2 separate regions of the Mus musculus genome follow, and region 1 is linked to region 2. Evidence: chromatin contacts called from public HiChIP or PLAC-seq data. All regions are on one chromosome and are shown on one strand. Each heading gives the region's core, a stretch centred on a gene start, on an enhancer-like site or on the middle of the called end of the contact. The rest is flanking DNA. Distances are from core to core; before and after follow the strand shown.

Region 1 (2,700 bases), core at 69-2,568, 360 kb after region 2:
AGAGGCCAACAGGGTTAAAGGAACCATAAGGGATCATGAGGTAGCTAAAGGGAAAGAGCAGCTGCCAGCTGTTGTCCTAGGGGGTACAGGAGCTGGTTCTGGGACTGTCCCCTCCCACGTCTGAGGAGCAGTTCTTCCTAGGGTGGGGTATCACTCAGGAGAAGCAGAAAAGATCTGAGAGAGCTCTGTCCTCCCATCTCCTGCTGGTACCCACACTAGCCAAGCCTGGGGACCAATGAAGGCATCAGTGACCTCTAAGCATGACCCAGATGGGGTGGAGGAGACAGTTTTACATGGCAACTTGGGGGCATTCAGGGCATTGTCTAGCCCCTCTGCCTTCTTCCCCCTTAGCATGACCCCATCCACATCTAGGGTCCAGAGCTGTCAATCAGAAGCCCCAGCTGAGCACCCCCACCCAGCCACCCAAACACAGGAGATGACACTAGGAAGTCACTTCTTCCCTTCAGCTATCCTGTCTGAAAGCCTCTAGGGTCACGCTACCTGTCCAGAGCTAAGTGTCCCTATCCATTTGTATCCCCTGCCATTGCAGGAGGGGAGCCGGCCCTGCTCACCAGGAAATGGGCCTGCAGAACAGGGAAGCTCAGCAAATGGGAAATTAATTCTGGGCGGTGAAGGGCAGAGGCTGTTGTTTGTGATCTATAACTTACTCTTTGTGTCAAACTGTGTACTGTGTATATCAGTGGGATGGCAAGAAACCCGAGATCTATTACTTAGAGTTTAATCTGTTCTCCGTGTCGGAGAAGGGAGAGGGAGGCGAAGAAAGCCACAACTTTAATCACAGGCCCAACTCTGAGATGTCAAGTCGCTCTGGGGTGTGTTAGTCAAATGATGTCGTATTACAGGCCTCCCAGACAGCTCCCCATACTGAGGCTTTATCTGCCAAGCCGTAAATTAGCACACCTACTTTACGCTCTTCAGGTAAAACCAGTAATTTAGCTGCAAAATACACACACATGCACACGGTGCGGAGGTGGGGGGGGGGACTTCGAGGAGGGGGCAGCCCCACCTTTGAGCGATGAATAGGGAAAATGAGCAAAGCCAGGGATGGAAATGACACCTCCGCTGCACCTCCTGTCATTAGTGTGTGAGAGCCCCTGTGCCAGCCCCACCGCAGCCCACCTTCCTTCCTACCCACCTTGGCGCCTCCCCCACCCCCACCAGCCCTTCTCCTCCTCCATGAACCGTAAATTACATGCTGACACCTTTAATTTGTGCAAAGTATGCCTGGCTGCGCCTGGCACCAGCAGCCGGCTGCTATAATAAGGTCAATCTATATTCATTGAAGCGGCACTTCATGTGCCTGATAACACAGGGCGGCATCGGGCGCCGCGGTGGCTTCTCCAGGCTGGGGGGCGGGAAGGGGGACAGGATGGCGGCGACGCGGGGGTGCCCGCTGCCGCTCATCGAGGCCTGGCACCGGTTGTCTCATCGCTTATGCGTGGCATGAGCGATGTTATGATTTAGCTAATCACCATCAGTTATTCATCCTATTGCTGCCTGGAGACCGTTGCTGTGCATGCAGGCCTGCCCCAGCCAGAGAAGCTAAAGAGGGGGGGAGCAACCCACCCAGCCACCTCTGCCAGTGAGACCACCCAAGGAGTCTATTTGTCCTGGTCTGCAATCTGGTACCCAGTCAGGGATGGACTTCTCAGAGATAAGACTCCTGGCAAGAGGTAGACTTTGAAGTCAAAGCCTTCTGGGTTCTAATCCTAGCTTCGCCGCTCCCAAGCTGTGAGAATTTTGTTGAGTCACTTAACATCTCTGAGTTTCAGTTTTTAATCTCTAAAATTAAAAGGGAAAAATCCTGTCGGGGAGAGGGCAAAGGTGTGAAATGACATAAATACAGGTCTCAGCCAGCAAGGAGCAAGCACCCGGTCAGTGGCAACCGCTATCCTCGGAGCCCTTGTGGTCAGGCACATTTGTTATTGAGCCAATATCTCGTTTCAATGAAGAATTAAGGGTGGGGGTGAGGTTACCAGTGAACCATCTTGAGCCACACCCCACTGGCATGAGCTAGCTAGGTTAACGCCGCCATCTCTGCTCTCAGAATGCCTAAGTAAGCTAGAGAAGTCCAGAGTAGAACCTGGGGCATGGTGGTGGTGGTGGTGGGGGGGGCGTTCAGAGAGGCAAACAAGGAAGCCAAGTGTCACTCTGCAGAGACAGGAGGCAGAGAGAAGCGTGAGTGGCATATGACTCCATCAGGGAAGGACTTATCTTGCAAGCATGAGGACCTGAGTTCGATTCCCAGAACCAGGTGTGGTAGCACAGGCTTGTGAATTAATCTCTGGGACTCACTAGTCTTGCTGAGTCAGCAAGCTCCACCCCACTGAGAGACCCTGTCTCAAAGAAGCAGAAGTCATCCTGAGGAATGACATTTAAGGTTGACTTCTGGCCTCCACTCACACATGTACAGGAACACACACACACACAAAGGGAAGGGGAGAGGAGGGGAGGGGAAAAGAGAAGAGGGGAGGGGAGGGGAGGGGAGGAGAGGAGAGGAGAGGAGAGGAGAGGAGAGGAGAGGAGAGGAGAGGCACCCAGGCATGATCACCAGCTATGCCCATATTCCAGATGTGTATCTGAACTCTGTCCTAACCAGTGTCTGGCTTCCCTGCCCCACCCAAGAGAACCCAGCTTTGCTCCCACAGCCCATATACCAAGGACAAAGAGGTGAAGTGG
Region 2 (2,700 bases), core at 199-2,698:
TCTAAGCCTTCCGGCTGTGGGCGTGGCCTCCGGATTGTCCTCAGAGTGTGTGGTCACTGAGTTCTTCAGTAAAGGCAGTTCAGAGGGTTCCTTCTAGTGTTAGTATCTGTGGGAGCTCCTGGAGACTGGAGGGCTTAAGCCTCCATTGATTCTTGGTGTTGAGGGTAGAGTAAACCCAGCCTGTGTGGGGGAAGGGCAAGAAGCTTGGTGCTGGGAGGCAGCACTCTGGGGAGAGAAACCCTGATATTCTAAAGCTTGAAGTATCTCCGGTGATCATCCAGCTCAGGGTTCTCTTTAGGAAATATTTTTTTTAATTTGCTTTCTGAAAATTTTGTCATACATACAGTGTAGTTTGATCCTATCCACCCCTACACCCACTACCCCCTTCTGAAAGAGTATTGTTTTACATTTCTTTTATTGAACTTATGTGTGGTCATATGTGTTACAGAGCACATGTATGTGCTGGAAAAGGATGATACATATGAGCCGTTCTCTCCTCCCACCACGCCGGACCCCATAATCAAACTCAAAATGTCAAGCTTGGCGGGAAGTATTTTCACGTTCTGACCCACCTCAGTGCCCTCCCCGCCCCATTGTCCACTTTTATTCTCTGCTTCTTCTGGGTCCCTTCTTCCCCCAAGTCTCCCTTTCACTGAGTTTATTTAGGGTTTCTTGAGAACAGGGGTGGGACATGTGTGGGACATTTATTGGAACAAAGAGCCTGACACTGTTGAAACTTGGGGGTCAGATAATTCTTTGTTGCCGTGTACAGTTTTGTATATTCAGCAGCAGCAATCTTGCTCTGTACCTACTGGGTGTGAAAGCACCCTCCCCCATACACACACACACACACACACACACACACACAATCTGTGCACTCCAAATGTCTCCAGATGTTGCCTGTATCTGCATGGGCACAGGGCTCTCCGGTTGAGTACCACTGGTTTAGTCTGATACCAGTATTTCACAGAGATTAGCAGTCAGGCCGGCCTGAGAGCATCCCTGAGCATAGCCGGTGTCCTACAGTGGCGGTGTAGGGAGTTAGAAGGGGGCCTGAGCCCCAGGTTGTCTTCAGAAGTCTTTCTCATCTGCTTCTTGTCTTCAGGGCAAGTTCTTCCACCAAGCTGCAGGGGCTACAGCCTGGTCCCACCTCTTACTCTTTGGAATTAAAATCCACATGTGAAAATACTTTTTTTCTTTTTCTTTTTGAAGGAAAAAGTAAAATCGGGCAGCAGCGCAGCTGGATTGGCTCCAGCTCCTTTAAGTAGCGTTTAGGAAGCTACAAGTTAGGTCAAGGCGGCCCTAGGCAGATATTGGAATTCAATTAAAGCCCACGAGTGGGGCCTGTGACCCCCATTTTCAAGGTAATTGCTTCTCAGGCTCTGAGTGAATGCGGCCGTCGCCCTGTCATTAGGCAGGCAGCCGTCTAATCGCTGCGCGCCTGACAGAGCCTCACAAGGCAGGAATTGCTGACAGCTGGGGCACCCAGACTGGGGAGCTGTGCTTGACTGCCCTCCAGCGAGGGGCCTTGTTCCTTTTCTTCTGGAGGCGAGAGGGGAGCCACCCTGCTGAGATAAGGGCACAGGCAGGGGCAGTGCTCCAGTCTTGATTTTCTCAGATAGAAAGGTTTCTAGTGGCACATCTGCTCCAGTTGGCTGATCGTGGCCTCCTGACACAGGGCTGGAGTCTGGGGTCTCCATTTAGCTGGGCTGCTAGCAATATGAGGAGTGTGGATGTAACCAGAAGCATGTCACGGGGTTGAAATATTGTGGGAGAACAGAAGGATAGGTGAAAGGACCTGGGCTGCTGGCCATCCCTGTCCCCTAGTTCCCAGTTTGTCCTTAGGGAACTCATGTCCCTTTGGGTAAGATAGGCCTAGAGATGGTGTTCCTTTTTAGAACTTAGCTTTGTACATACAGGATTGTGTGGTGGCCTGGGAGGTGGTGGACTCTTGGCTCCTTGGTCTGGGTTGCCTGGAGAATTATTTAGTGGGTGGTATGTGCAGTGTTGACTTGGTGGTTTTCTTAAGAGGGGAGAAGAGACGGGAGGAGGGAGGTTGGAGTTGGAATTTGTCCCAGACTGTGCAGAGATCTGTGAAGCGCTCTCAGGGCTTCCTGTCTTCTGCCGGGTGATGGCTGAGCAGGATGGCTGGCTGGACAGGAGTTGGGCGGTAGAATTTTAGAAGGGATAGAAGGGTGGATGGCTCTGCCTTAGTGCCTGTTTCCTTAGAAACTGAGGGGAAGTAGGGGATTGCTGAGTTGGGATCCTGGCTTAGGTTTCTGTTGTTTGGTGTAGTTACTTGGCCCCTGGGGCTGTCCCATCTCTGAAGTAGGGATAGCAAAGATCATGGTGACCTCTAAAAACTGCTGCCAAACCCAGAGGCCAATGCTGCAAAGGGAGCCTTGGGTATACCTACTGGGCTGTGTGGAAGACTGGGAGGTCGAGTTACCTGACTTCCCAGGACCCTGTCTACTCCCTCTCATGCAGCTAGCTGTTGGCCTGTTTGACTCTAGAATTGAAGCAGTTAGACAACTCCCCTAAGTTTGACCCAAATTACGAACCTAAGAACCGAAGCATCTAATCAGCCAGCAGAGGCATGAAGCATGAGGTGTGTAATCCCGTTACACACGCTCCTCCAGCAAGCTCTCCCATCAGCCTCTGCTGTGGGCCATTCCTGCCAGTACCAGACCGTGCGCACTG

What was found. HiChIP or PLAC-seq counts read pairs in DNA pulled down with a chosen protein or histone mark.
Region 1: an H3K4me3 HiChIP or PLAC-seq map of embryonic basal ganglia shows a contact between it and region 2, with 3 times the contacts expected there. The contact joins two enhancer-like sites. A contact is called at or near these places in 2 of 484 Hi-C or Micro-C datasets (bone marrow-derived macrophages and nephron progenitors) and 7 of 115 datasets of contacts at active chromatin or transcription factors (bone marrow-derived macrophages, embryonic basal ganglia, embryonic forebrain and 4 more).

The regions. Positions count from the first base shown.
Region 1 is chr9:61,755,688-61,758,387 of GRCm38.p6, forward strand. All of the region lies in intron 6 of Gm34828 (a long non-coding RNA gene), which reads right to left. Among named protein-coding and RNA genes, the nearest start is that of Gm34828, 65 kb to the right of the region's middle. Within about 2 kb of position 1,319, at least 35 of the 459 cell types and tissues checked have an H3K27ac peak or open chromatin away from gene starts, as enhancers often do. A contact at or near this core is called in embryonic basal ganglia, where this site is marked.
Region 2 is chr9:61,395,248-61,397,947 of GRCm38.p6, forward strand. All of the region lies in intron 6 of Tle3 (transducin-like enhancer of split 3), which reads left to right. Among named protein-coding and RNA genes, the nearest start is that of Tle3, 24 kb to the left of the region's middle. Within about 2 kb of position 1,449, at least 18 of the 459 cell types and tissues checked have an H3K27ac peak or open chromatin away from gene starts, as enhancers often do. A contact at or near this core is called in embryonic basal ganglia, where this site is marked.